2 separate regions of the Gossypium arboreum genome follow, and region 1 is linked to region 2. Evidence: chromatin contacts called from public Hi-C data. All regions are on one chromosome and are shown on one strand. The core of a region is the stretch at or near the end of the contact, and the rest is flanking DNA. Distances in the headings are between cores, read along the strand shown. Region 1 holds the start of LOC108466525 (L-ascorbate oxidase). Region 2 holds the start of LOC108467035 (inositol-3-phosphate synthase).

Region 1 (7,516 bases), core at 840-3,339, 200 kb after region 2:
TGTCGCATTGGTTTTGTTGTAAATGGATTCACACTGAGCCTCAAAGCTCACTCCTCCTTTAATTTCATCCTTACAGATAACCCACTAGGTTAAGATGTGGCCAAGGCATTCGGAGGGTCTTGGCATAATCCAACTTATTTTCAATTTATTAAGACATATTCTTTTGATTTATTTTATTATTTGAGGTTTATAATATTTTATTTGAACTGTGGCATGGGATTTAGGACTTAGGATGTTTTTATTATCGCATGACATTTAATTGTGATTTTAATTAGAACATTAAATTTTTACTATTAATTGATGATGTATGAACCCCGATTTTTATTAAAAACTTAAGTAAAGACCCTCTTTTCCACTGCTAGAAGATAATTTAAACGTTAAGAAAATCATAATTGATATCATCCAAATTTCGAAGAGTATATGGAAGAATGAGATATAGATTATCTTAATGATGCGATTCAAATGCAAATGATGATGAACTTGATTAAGGACCAACAGATGATGATAAGGAGAGTATGTTAAATATTAAAAGAGAATATAACCCAATATATATGCACTAGATTAATTAGATAAAATTATGTATGATATTTATTTTTATTATATTTATTACTAATATAATACATATGATGATTTGATTTTAAATTTTTTTATAGAAATTATTATTATACTAATATTTTATAGTTTTTAAAATTTTTAAAATATAAATTATATAACTGTAATTACAGTTTGTACTACTAAACATGCACATGAAATTACACTATAATTACTCTATCAACCAAACACATTAAGGGAATTACAATTTTTATAATGACAAGATTGTAATTACACTTTCATTCAATTAATCTGTATTGTCTAAATAAATCCTATTATAATTATAAAATAGTAATAATTATACTTTTATTTAATTAGTGTTGACGAAATTTATGATTAATTTTTAAATTACCTTTTTAACATAATCTATTTATTCTTTTGGCATGCTAACATGTGCACTTGTCAACAAACTTGGAAGAAAATCCACGTTATTACTCGGCTTCTTCGTTTGAGGATACATATGCTTCTGTTCAACTTGTCTGACTGGTTTATTCGCCAAAAGTGGACTTTCTTAATTTCTTTATCTACAGGCATATATTTTGCCTTCATTTTATTAAAATTTAAAATTTAAATTTTTTATTTTTTAAAATTTAAAATTTAGGTCTAATTATTAATACTTTAAATTTTTTGGTGACATTTTCAAATAATTATGTAACTAAAAATTAATGTTGTAATGAATCTAAATTAAATAAAATAAATTTTAAAAATTTTAATAATGAAACTAAAATTTAAAATCTAAAATGTAGAAAGACTAAATTCTTAAAAATAAAAGTATAAAGACTAAATTTTAAATCTAAAAGAATACAGAAACTTATAATATATCTGAACCTTATATTTATTAAAAATAATTTATAAGTAATTAATTAAATTTAAATAAATTCAACTCAAATTAATTAACTAAAATAAATATAGAAAAGAAATCATATATTTATGCTTGATGAAACTTAAATATGAACTCTTAGTTTTCAAAATTTCAAACATGCTATTAAGCCAAAAATTCATTTGCCATAATTATACTTTTCTAATTTACTAAATATAAAAATATATTTCAGTTTTCACGCATTTATTATAATGATATTGTTGTTTTGACTAATAAATAAATAATTTATTATTTAATTTCTAAAAATCTTAGAAAAGGCAAGAAAATTCTAAAAGGGAAAGAAAAAGACGTGTTGATCTTCCCAACTAATTGACCACGTATGAAAGGCATAGATGCTAGTAAAATTATTATTGAAACTTTTATTAAAATAATAAGTATACATTAAAGTGTAAGTTAATTCTTTCTTTTAACAATTTCATTTTTTTATATTTTTAAAAATTAGTATGATTGATAGAATAATCTATAACATATTATATGTACTACGTAATTGATGAATTTTTAATAAAATAATTAATTATATAATTGACTAATTTATTTAATTTTAATTATAAAAATACAATACAATTTAACTGTTAATACAAAATTCCATTATACTTTTACCCTCTATCCCTCGACATACTATATATACTTTGCACGCCAAGGGTGTAACCACTCAAAATTTTTTTGTTGACTGAGTGGAAAGCTGAAAGCATGATCTTTAGCAATATGGTTTTGATACCAAAATGCAAAAGCAGAGTAATCTTATTTCTATGGTTATTAGGGATTATAGCTTTGTTAAATGGTTCGGCCGTTGAAGCTCGGATTCGTCGGTATAAATGGGAAGTGAAGTACGAATACAAGTCCCCTGATTGTTTAAAGAAACTGGTAATAACCATCAATGGCCGAACACCTGGTCCTACAATCACCGCACAGCAAAATGATACTATCATCGTTGAGCTCACCAACAGTTTGTTAACAGAGAATGTTGCAATTCACTGGCATGGAATTCGACAGATCGGAACACCCTGGTTCGATGGAACTGAAGGAGTGACTCAATGTCCGATTTTACCCGGAACCACTTTCAAGTATCAGTTTGTTGTCGACAGAGTAAGTTTGTGTTTCAAGTTTCAAGGCTTTTTTTTCTTTCTTCTAATTTGAGATTTATAAACTGAAATTCCAAAAAAATTTGTATTGGATTTAGGCTGGAACATACTTGTATCATGCACATTATGGGATGCAAAGAGAAGCTGGGTTATATGGATCAATCATTGTTGGACTTCCTGATGGAAAATCCGAACCTTTTACCTACGATTATGATCGGAATATTATACTCAATGATTGGTACCATAAAAGCACTTATGAACAAGCTGCTGGCTTGTCTGCTATTCCCTTCCAATGGGTTGGAGAGCCTGAGTCACTTTTGATCCATGGAAGAGGAAAGTTCAACTGCTCTACTTTAATTACTCCAAGTTTAGACGCTGGTATTTGCAATGCTACAAATCCAGATTGTGAGCCTTTCAGATTAATAGCAGTCCCTGGAAAAACTTATCGATTGAGAATCTCTAGTTTAACTGCTCTATCAGCCCTCAGCTTCCAAATTGAGGTATTTCTTAAGACTGTAAAATGGGTTCAAATTTTGCCTGTTTTTAAATCTGGAAGCTAATTTGTTTCTGTTTCAGGGTCATAATATGACAGTGGTTGAAGCTGATGGGCATTACGTTGAGCCATTTGTTGTACAAAACTTGTTCCTTTACTCGGGAGAGACATATTCGGTCCTAGTAAAAGCCGACCAAGATCCCACAAGGAATTATTGGATAACATCCAATATTGTTGGTCGATCAGCACCCAAAACTCCTCCTGGTCTCGGCGTTTTCGTTTACTATCCAAATCATCCAAGGAGATCTCCTCCCACAACTCCTCCACCTCCTCCTCTATGGAATAACACTGACCCTCGATTAGCTCAGAGTCACGCCATTAAAGCTCGCCAAGGTTACATTCACACTCCACCTTCACGTTCAGACAGGGTCATTGTGTTCCTCAACACACAAAACACGATCAATGGGAATGTTCGGTGGTCGGTCAACAATGTCTCTTTCGCACTTCCTCATACACCTTACTTGATCGCACTCAAGGAAAATCTAACCCATGTGTTCAATCAAAACCCACCTCCCGATGGGTACGATTTCCAGAATTATGATATCCGTATAGTACAAGAGAACAAAAATGCTACTTCGAGCAATGGGGTTTACAGGTTGAACTTCAACTCAACTGTGGATATTATACTTCAAAATGCCAACTCCATGATTCTTAATACCAGTGAGACGCATCCTTGGCATTTACATGGACATGATTTCTGGGTATTGGGGTATGGGGAAGGGAAGTTCGATATGTTCAATGATCCAATGAAGTATAATTTGGTGAACCCGATTATGAAGAACACAGTGCCGGTACATCCTTATGGATGGACTGCTTTGAGGTTTAGGGCTGATAACCCAGGAGCTTGGGCATTCCATTGCCATATAGAATCCCATTTCTATATGGGTATGGGCGTGGTATTTGCAGAAGGGATTGATAAGGTTGGCAAGTTACCATCTTCTATTATGGGCTGTGGTGAAACTCAAGGTCTTTACAGGCCCTAGTACATATCCTTACATCTTAATTCTTTCTTTCTTTTTTCTGTATTTTGGATTGTATAAAAGATTATATTCGTATTTATTTAAAAAAATAAAAATCATTTGTTTTATAAATTGAGTTATATTATTACGATTTTTTATAAATTAATAAAAAAATCGATTAAAGCTCAAATTAGGATAATTTTAGGAGTTGTTTGTATAAATGTCAAATCTTTAAAATGGTAATAAAAATAATATTTACAAAATATTCAAATAAAAGCTTTTATCCCATTAACTTTAGGTGAATTCTTACATGATTAAAATAGAACAAATGATATTATTTTGAAGCTTGATATATAACATTTGAAAAATTCTTATTTGAAGACTTTGAAAAAGGCGGTTATTTGATCATTTTGAATGATTTGACCTTCATTTAGGTCCCGTTTAGCAGTGCTTTTGAGATGAGTTTTTCCTTAAACAAGTACTTCTCACTTAAAAGTATTGCCAAACAAGTATCAATTGAATAAAAATTTTAAATTAAAAGAAGTGCGTTTTAACATATGAAAAAGTTGAAAATTTTAATTTTTTTTCTCAGTCAAAAGTGCTTTTGCTGCTATTTACATTTTTAATCTCAATTTATCTTCTCCAAAAGACACATTAGAATACCCATTTTTTCTTTCAAAGTTCTTTTAATTCCTCCACTGATGAGTTTCTTTTCTTCTTCTTCTCTTCAAGTTATTCATTTTTCTTCTCTTTCAGTTTAGTTATTTTCTGATTGTTTAAATTTAATAAATAATTAATATTAATTACTCAGAAATATTTAAAATTAATATTATATATTAAAATATTAACAATAAGTTATAATAAATTATTATTTATATTTTACTAAAATATCATAAAATTAACTAATTTGAACATTATTTAAATGTATATTTGTTACTTTATAATATAATGTCTAAAATGGACATTTTATTTCTCAAAAGTACTTTTTGACAGCAATACTAAACACTTAAATTTTAAACAAAACTTCCCAAAAGTAATTTTCAATAGTAATACTAAAGCACATTAGAAAATGTTTAACCCTTATGTCAACAACTCATAAAAGTTTAAACTCCAATTTAAACATTTAAAAATTACATGGAATGAAATTTTAAACTTATAATATTATAAAATTTAACTTTATCAATTTAATAAAAAATATTATATTTATTATATATAAAATTTTCAGTAATGTAATTTATTATAATAATTTGAAATTCAAGGGTAAGCTGGTTTCTTCTATAGCTTATTGTGTTTAGGGTTCAGAATATTTGACACTTACAGTATGTTACAAGACAAACCCTACCGACGGATTTATTTAATTTATACGTCAAGAGCAAACTTTCTGCCATGTGTTTTAGATTCCATTTTGTCAATTAATTCATGTTGAAATTTTGAATAAAAGGTGTGTATTTTCTAGGGAACAAAAGCCTTGTATTAATACAACTGTTTAATTGTAGATAAAAGTACGATGTCTGAGGCACGCTCTCTGTCTTCTCTACAGTCTAGCAATGATGTTGACGGAGATTCTCATTCAAGTGAGGATCGAACCACCAAGAAAGTGAGATTCAAGGATGGTTTCGATAATCTTTCCGATGATATGGCCGTAGATCACAATCTGCCTCCAAATCCTTCGTAGAAGGATAAGCTTTTGGGTGGCGCTCCCTCCGTGTCGGTGGTGAATCATAACGACACTTCCATTGAAAGTGACAGGGGAAGCGATGGAGAATTCGATCTATTAGATGAAGATGTGCAAACTACTATTATCAACGGGATTCCGGCCATTAATTTCTCTGATCGGATTAAAGAGATGCTTTTCAAAGAAATGGAACTAACAGTTGTCATTAAACTGTTAGGGAGGAATATTGGCTACAATACTTTGCACAATCGTTTAATAAATCTCTGGAAACCTATTTTTCATTTCACTCTCATGGACATTGAAAATGGATATTACCTGGTTCGTTTTTCTAACAAAACTGATTATGATTGTATTCTATCGCAGGGTCCATGGATTATTTTTGGGCAATACCTCACCGTTCAGCCTTGGACCAAAGAATTTAACCCAGCACAAACCTTATCCCATTGTAGTGTTGGCGTGGATTCCATTGCCAGGTCTGCCGAGTTTTTTGTTTCGACGAAAAATTGTGGAGGTGATTGGAGGTCTCATAGGGAAGGTGGTTAAACTTGACCTTCAGACGGACAACCGAACTTGAGGCCGATTTGCTTACCTTTCTGTTTTCCTTAACCTCGATAAGCCCTTAGTTTCCAAAGTGCTAGTTAATGGCGAAGTTCAAAGAGTAGAGTCTTTGGTTGCGGAAAATATAGGCACGTCAAAGACCTTTTCCCGATGGTGGTAGAAGATCGGGCCCCTGAGCGCCCTATGGAAGAGATGAATGTTGAATCGGCACCGGTCGCTGGTGAAAATGTTAAAGAAATGGGGTCGGATTTTGGTTCCTAGATGCTGGTCGAGAGACGATCTCAGCGTGGCCAAAGGAGTTTACGAGGAGACACCGGCGCAACTAACAGCGTGTAGGTTCTCGATACTCGACGTTGAATGAGGAAGGTGATTCGGTGTTGAATGAAGCTATTAATGGGGATCTGTCGGTGGATAGAGTTGATAAATATGCTGGGGGAAATGATGATAATATTAGGATTGTTGAAAAGCCTCCGAATGATATGAGGCCTCTTACTGATGCGGGTCTTAAGCCCAATTGGATGAAATTGTATGCTATAGGGGCTGTTGTGGTTGGAAAGGATTTAGCAGATTTGGGCTAGGAGGTTGGCGGGCCTGGTGTGGATATCAATATGGTAACACCAGTGGGTGCTAAGGAAGGCGCTCCTTCTGGCCAGCAAATCAAGGCCTAGAAAACGATGGAAAAACAACCTTTGATAGGCAGTGGAGTCAATCCAAGCTGCAGCGAGAAGTTCAATACTGGAATTTTTATTACTAATTCTAGTTCAAAATTTAATGTTTGCAGGATCTTCCAATTTTCATTCTTCGGGTAACGAAGCAAATTTGGAAGTTGAAAGTCTCAATGATTCTTCTACAGAAATTCGTGAGGGTTTAAATGCTAGAAATTTTACAAATATTACAGCCCATTTTAATCCTGCCTTTGAAGAATCTGGGGGTGTTAATATATCCATAACAAATAGTATGTTGGATCCCGGGAAACACTCGGCAATAAGTTTCAAAGGTATCACGCATAAAAAAGAGAAAGGTATTTTGGCTAATCCTGTTCGGGAAAGGCTTGGAGAAGGAATTCCTGTTTTAAAAGAAAAGCATGGAGGAAGGGATTCCAAAGGGCGTAGTAGTCGTAAATCTTCTAATCCGTTGCGTGGTCGAGGGAGTCGATTCAAATCTTCTGGAAACTCCAAAGTTCCGTTAGCCGAGTCCATGGAGGATATGGCTAAACTC
Region 2 (6,624 bases), core at 1,994-4,493:
AGAGGTGCTTGGCTCAAGAGTGAGCTACAAACATGAGCGCCACTTGAAAATAAATGAGAAAAAAAGAAGCATAGCATAAACCATCATACAACCGTTACAATCTGTGACAACAGTAACCACAGCTTTTATGAAAACGACAGAGAAAGGGAAAATGGTCCTAAAGTTCTAAGAACCAAAGCTTTGTTCCACTTTTCTCTCAACTTTTTCACTTGTATTCCAAAATCATGTTGTTTTCAGGAGCCAAGCCAATGCTGGCCCTTAGTATGTTCTCCAGCATTGCACGCTGCTTGGACAGTGCGTTCACCACCGGTGTGCCTGGTGGAACCTGTTTTTTGCCAAAACAATGTCAGTTCTCAGTAAATTTCTTCACAATCACTTGACTTCTGATTCAAGTGATTCTCATGATTCTATTCACATTCTTGAACTGAAATTTGACATAAAAGTTCACAAACTTTAATTCAATATTGTGTCCCCCCTCACCAGTTGCTTCACGTGAAATAGACAGAAGCAGCTTTACATAAAATCATTGATGGTCACATGAAATATATCACAAAGAGGCACCATAAAGTGAATTTGCGATTCCTTGTTTCCCACTTAAACCATAAACAGTTGAGTTAACATTTAATTCAAGACAATAATATCAATGTTTTATTGGTGAAGGTGTCACCCCTCCCCACCCCCGTTTTATTATTAATTATTATTATATTTTTAGTAGGCCAGAGTTACAGGAAAAGACAAAGGGATGCTTTGGACTCACAAGAGGGGCTTTGGTGAGGTAACTGAGGATTGTAGCCACAGGATGGAAAGTGTGGAACTTGCCCTGCAAAACCAAAATTCAACATCAATGTTTTTGCATAAATATGTGTTAAGGGTCAACCCAGAAGAGTCCACAAAGTTCTAAGGGTCATACCTCTCCATCAGCCTTGAACTGGATCCTGGTGCTAAGTTCAGCAAGGAGAACCAAATCTAGGATAATGGGAGCAGCCAACAGGGAATCCTCACACGTGTTGTGCAACACAATGGTGTTCTTGCCTCCCATGAATATCTCTGATGTGTACTCATCCATGGCTCTCTTGCTGTCTCCCACATACGGCACATACTATAATACAAGGAAGACAAAGTACACATTTTAAGACCAATCAAGCAAAAAAGCTTTAAGGTCACCACTCACAAGTGCCGAAACAGACACAGATGGGTAAAAAAATATTTACCTTGATGACCACAACATGATCAGGATGTTCACCAGGCTCATAGAGGATTCCATTGCTTGAAACCATGTCATCAACAACATTGCTCTTTGAGATCTCCTTGGAACGGAAGGTTTGGGGTGCTGACAGATTCATGCCATCATTATTTCCCAGATGGTTGTAACTCACTATCGATGTTGGCTGTCAATTTATCATCACCATTAGTACAACCACCTATCAATGTCATATTATTTACATTTTATTGACACATAAGCTACCAAACACTTAAACTTTTTACTTCAATTATATTGGTACTAATTGCTTATTATAACAATTACGGTGATAGTGCCATAAAGTCAAAAGATTTATACCTTGATACCAGCCCCAACAAGGAAATCCACGAGGACAGATTTCATCTTGGTCTGGCCACTCTTGAAGTCATCTCCTCCAATCAGACAGTTCCTTTGAATAGCCAAATCAATCAACCCTGAATACAATAAGAGTCACTTGTAGAGGTTATTACATTTACTCGTCATTACAATTTATAAAATTAGGAAGACAGCTGAGCTAAATTAAGAACCTGGAACAAAGGTGTTTTGTGGGCTGCCATTGATGAAAGGAACATTTTCAAGAACACAAGCAATAGCATACAAAGTGGAAGGAGAAATCTCTGATTCATTCTTCTCCAAAGAAGCCATAAGGCTTTCCACGGTGTCATTTAGCCCCACAATGACATTGCTGTACCTCTCAGTGTTTGCAGTCCAGAGTACAACAACCTTGTCCACCTTGTTTTTCTCTTTGAACTCCCTGATTTACCCAATCAAATGTTAAAAAATTCAGCTACTTTTCCTGTTCTACAAGCTTAACAAATACAGTTTGGAGGGTTGGAGTTGATTATATACCTGATGTCTTTGATGACCTGCTGAACTTGTTCTTTCTTGGTCCCCTTCATGACATTATTGGCACGTTCACCTTGGTTAGCAGCAATGAAATCAGGATCGTAGATTCCAGGGAGTGGGACCATGGATTCCATGTAGGGTCTCAGTTGCTTTTGCAGATCAATGTCGAAAACCTTGGCCCTAGCCATTGCATCAGCTAGGTTCATGTCACTAATGTCCCATCCTCCAAACACAATATCATTTGGGTTCACCTTTATTCATTCATTTATCAAGCATTAAGCATTAAGTAGCAAACTAGTAAATTAAAAACTAAATCTGGGTTTATAATTCGTATACCATAGGAAGAAGACTCTTAAATGGAGCATAAATCTCTTCTCCATTGTAAGACCCAACTCGGATCGTTGATGCTTGAGTCAATGAACCAAAGTAATTAGCCTGTTGTACCTTGTCCTTAGTAGCCCAAGAGATACCCCTGAGAAAACCCATCATTACCCATATCTCAAAAATCCAAAAAAAAAAAAAAAAGGAGAAAAGAAAACAAATCAAAATTAATCAGATCTTTTATCTAGAAAGTACAAAACTCACTCTTTGTTAGCTATAACACCTCCGGTGAGGGTTGAACCATTGTTTCCTCCCCATCCCACAAGCATCACCCTAAAACATATAAATAAATAAAATCAAAATAATCAAAATCGAAATGGCAAAAAAACAAATGATGGGCAGATTTGGATTCTAACCCCAATTTAGGGACATGGATATCAGTCTTGAATTCATATTTGACAGTTTTGGGTTTAACAACCCATTGATAGGTTCCATTTTTGTTCTCATGAACAAGCTCTGTAGTTTCATAGTTGTAAACAGACTGAATTTCATTCTCCGTGTACTTCACATTGGGGCTCTCTACCTTAAAACTCTCAATAAACATTTTTGCTGAATTTTTTTTAAAAAAAACCCACAAAAGGCAAATCAAAAACACAAACTTAGAATGGAAATGAAACTGTTTTTATTTCTCTTTTGCCCCAGAATTTTGTGCTTCAAAGCTTGGGACTAGGAGGCTTATTTATAGAGGAAACATAAAATGAGAGGATACACGTGGCATCATCACAATGGTTGATGCCTTACGTTAAAATTTCGTCATTGAATCCCCTTCGGTTTTTCGATTCAAGAGAAGGTAGGCCATGCCTATGTTGTTTTGTGGTTTTTTTGCCCGTTCGTACGTGTGAAGAGGGGTGTCATTTTTGACACGTGTAATACACTTTACACGTGGCTTAACCTTGTGAAGGAAAATTTATTTTATTTTATTTTTATTGTGTTGCCATTGAGAAGGTACTCGAAGGGGTATATTGATTGAATGACTGGATCGTTTAGTAGGACCCATATCCACGCGCTGTATTTCCACGTGGATAAAACACCGGAATTTTAATGGTATAAGCCGAAGACTTGGCCGACGGTGAAGAATAGGTGTTTCTTACGCGCTTTAGTTGAGGTGTATTGTGCATCTCAACTATCAACTGAGTCCGTCCTTGCTTGTTTTCATGTGAGGCCAGAGTGGGAAGTAATAATAATAAAAAATACGGCTTTTCTTACATCAATAATATAAAAAAAATTAATAATTTAAATATATATCCATAAAATTATTTATCAAAATAGTACTTTTACTACAGTATTTTGTCAGTGTTGGGGTAAATTAGTGACACAAGATTAAAATATATTGACTTAAAATATGCAAGGATTTGATATGTAAATTTCTCATTTTGATTGGTTGTTAAAAAGAATTGTTAGGTCCGTTAATAGTGTGAGAGCATCAAACTTTAAATAAGTTAAACTGCTTCATAAACTTTCTCTATTTATTATTTTCTTTTATTTTCTTTTAATACAAAAAATAGAAGTTTCTTACCAATTACTCAAAAAATTTCTATCAAATTTTCTTTTTGTAAAAAATTGATTCCTATTGGAAATAAATTTTATTTATTTTTCAAAAATAATTTTGTTCAAATTCTTTTATTCTTGTCGGAATAATTTTTCAAAAATTATTTTAAAAAATTATTTGAACAAAAAATTATTTTTTAAAATAAATAAAATTTATTTCTAGTTGAAATCGATTTTTTACAAAAATACTCTTTAGTAAAAAAACTTTATAGACTAATTGATAAAAGTCTCTCTATTTTTTGTGTTAAAGAGAAATAAAAGAAATAATAAACAAAAAGAGTTTAGGAAACAATTTACTTTATTTAAAGTTTGGTGCCGACGCACTGTCAACTTATATATCAGGTTTTGAATATTTTAAGTCATCATGTTTCAGTATGATGTCGCCAATTTATTAGGTAACACCGGTAAAATATTGAAATAAACATATCATTTTGATAAATAATCTTAAGAGCATATTATTTAAGTTATTTTATTATTATTAGGATAAAAAAACCAAAATTTACAGTTTAACTATTAATCTGGCATGGTTAAAAAGATGAGATCCCGTACTTGTCAGCTAGAATCAGGGTCGTAAATAAATAAATGGATTTGACTGAGATTTTGACACTTAAAAATAAACCAGACTGAGATCAAGATTAGAGTTTTCTCAAATTGCTAATTTATAAAAATATTAAAATATTTTGTATTTTAGTTAACAATTTTTAATGCCACTAAGTGTATCTCGTGCTTTGGTAGAATATAATATATTGTTTTTCATGAAACTTTTATAATGTACTTTTTTCATATTAAAATATATTTTATTGTTCACAATAATTATGTTAGATATTTAAGCTAACTTTTCAAAATATTATTATTTTTAATCATTGTTAAAATAATAATCTCTTAAAACTTATTATTTAATTATGCTTAATTGTTTATAAATTAACATGTTTTTAAAAAGTTTAAATTTTATCTTTTCGATTGAGTCAAAAAGTTTATTAAATTAATTTCTTAACAAATTTTTGATAAATTTAAATGTGTTAGTTATAATTTTGATAAACATTATTAGAAATAAAAATCCTCTAAAGCACTTAAAATAAATATAATATGTAATGATTTTTTTAAAATATCTTTTTCTATTATCAAATTCAATTCATTAAAAAGCGTTTCGAAAAATTAAAATTTTTAGTTATACATTTGATAAATTTCAAATGTAATACAAACTATAATGGCAATTTTGAAGTATAATAAATAATAAAGAGCATTTATTTTTCAGTATATATATTAGTCTCTAATCTCATATGTATTGTATGTAATTTTATATATTAATTTATTTAAAATCTAAATAGTATAATAATAAATTGAAACAATAATTAAAATATTTTTAACATATTCAATTGATAGTGTTGTTTTACTTCATGTAATTTTTAAATTATAAAATTAATATAGTAAATTAAATTCTTAATTTTTAATTTTTATTTTTTTCTTAGCCGTTAATATATTCCCAAAACATTTTACAGATAATATATAATTAATATATTATATTATATTAAAATGTATTATTTATAAAATTTTATATATAAAATATTATTTTATAAATAATTAAAATTTACTATTTAAAAAGTAATATAATTTTTCACTTTTCACTGTTTGGTTAATGGAAGCAAAATAATTTAAATTTAAAAAATTCAATATAAATTTGACTTATTATTATTATTATTATTATTATATAAATTCCTTTAAAAGGTCATTTAAGAGAATTAAAATCTCATTTATAATTATAATAAATTTGATCAAGTAATTTTTAACTAATTATTTTAGTAAAACTAGAAATCTTATAAGTTTGTATATTTAGAATGGTAAAAAGAAAAACACAGTTATATTAGTCAGTTCAATTTGTTTCAGTAGAAAATAACAAGACAAAGTGATTACATTCTTAAAGTACTATCGACATAGAGAAATAGTATTGCACTCAGTTATCAGTATATTCTTTATTGAATCTAGATGCTCCCAAAACAGTTATGTGTTTCCCAATTCACTTGAAGCTATTTTTGCAATATGATCAACAACCTGATGTACTCTTATATTTGACACTTTTTGCTTGTTAATTCCTTTGTCTTATGAATTTTTCACTACTTAATTGGCTGTATTTGATTTATTTCTTGTGTAGTGAACCCAATATTGGAAATGGCAACAAAAGACGTGTCTGCAGTTTTTTTTCTTTTTATTACATCACGGTTGGAGTCGTGGGCACGGCGCTTATTCATCACACTACTGAGTCATGGGCACGACGCTGGGCATGACGCGGATCTGACGTGGCAAATCAGAAGTCAACACGGGGAATATTCTGGAAACAACTTATCTTGATCTATTGACGTGATTTGGGGGATTTTGGATTTCATTTTCATAATTTTATAGATATTATCTTATCTTTTTTTGATTAGTTTTCCTTGTTGATTTGGGAATTTGAAGCCTATAAATACCCACCTTTGGGTAAGGCTAAGTATCTCTTGTCTTTTGTTCTTATTGCTACTTTGTTTTCATTTTTAATAAAATTTTCTTCTTTGTTTTATTTCTACTTTACTTTATTTTATTTTATGTTTTTACATTATCAAAACATGTTAAGCATG

What was found. A called contact is a pair of places that touch in the nucleus more often than the background predicts.
Region 1: a contact with region 2 is called in a Hi-C map of leaf, with 1.9 times the contacts expected there. The contact joins the promoter of LOC108466525 here to the promoter of LOC108467035 in region 2. A contact is called at or near these places in 2 of 5 Hi-C or Micro-C datasets (both in leaf).

The regions. Positions count from the first base shown.
Region 1 is chr2:7,434,579-7,442,094 of ASM2569848v2, forward strand. LOC108466525 (L-ascorbate oxidase) reads left to right here and starts at 2,090. Exons shown (of 3, transcript XM_017766890.2): 1 at 2,090-2,557; 2 at 2,652-3,053; 3 at 3,130-4,197. The coding sequence starts at 2,162. The coding sequence ends at 4,089.
Region 2 is chr2:7,236,516-7,243,139 of ASM2569848v2, forward strand. It overlaps LOC108467035 (inositol-3-phosphate synthase), which reads right to left and starts at 3,244. Exons shown (of 10, transcript XM_017767491.2): 1 at 2,824-3,244; 2 at 2,672-2,740; 3 at 2,423-2,558; 4 at 2,090-2,337; 5 at 1,768-1,994; 6 at 1,559-1,674; 7 at 1,212-1,388; 8 at 911-1,099; 9 at 758-820; 10 at 1-325. The coding sequence starts at 3,011. The coding sequence ends at 206.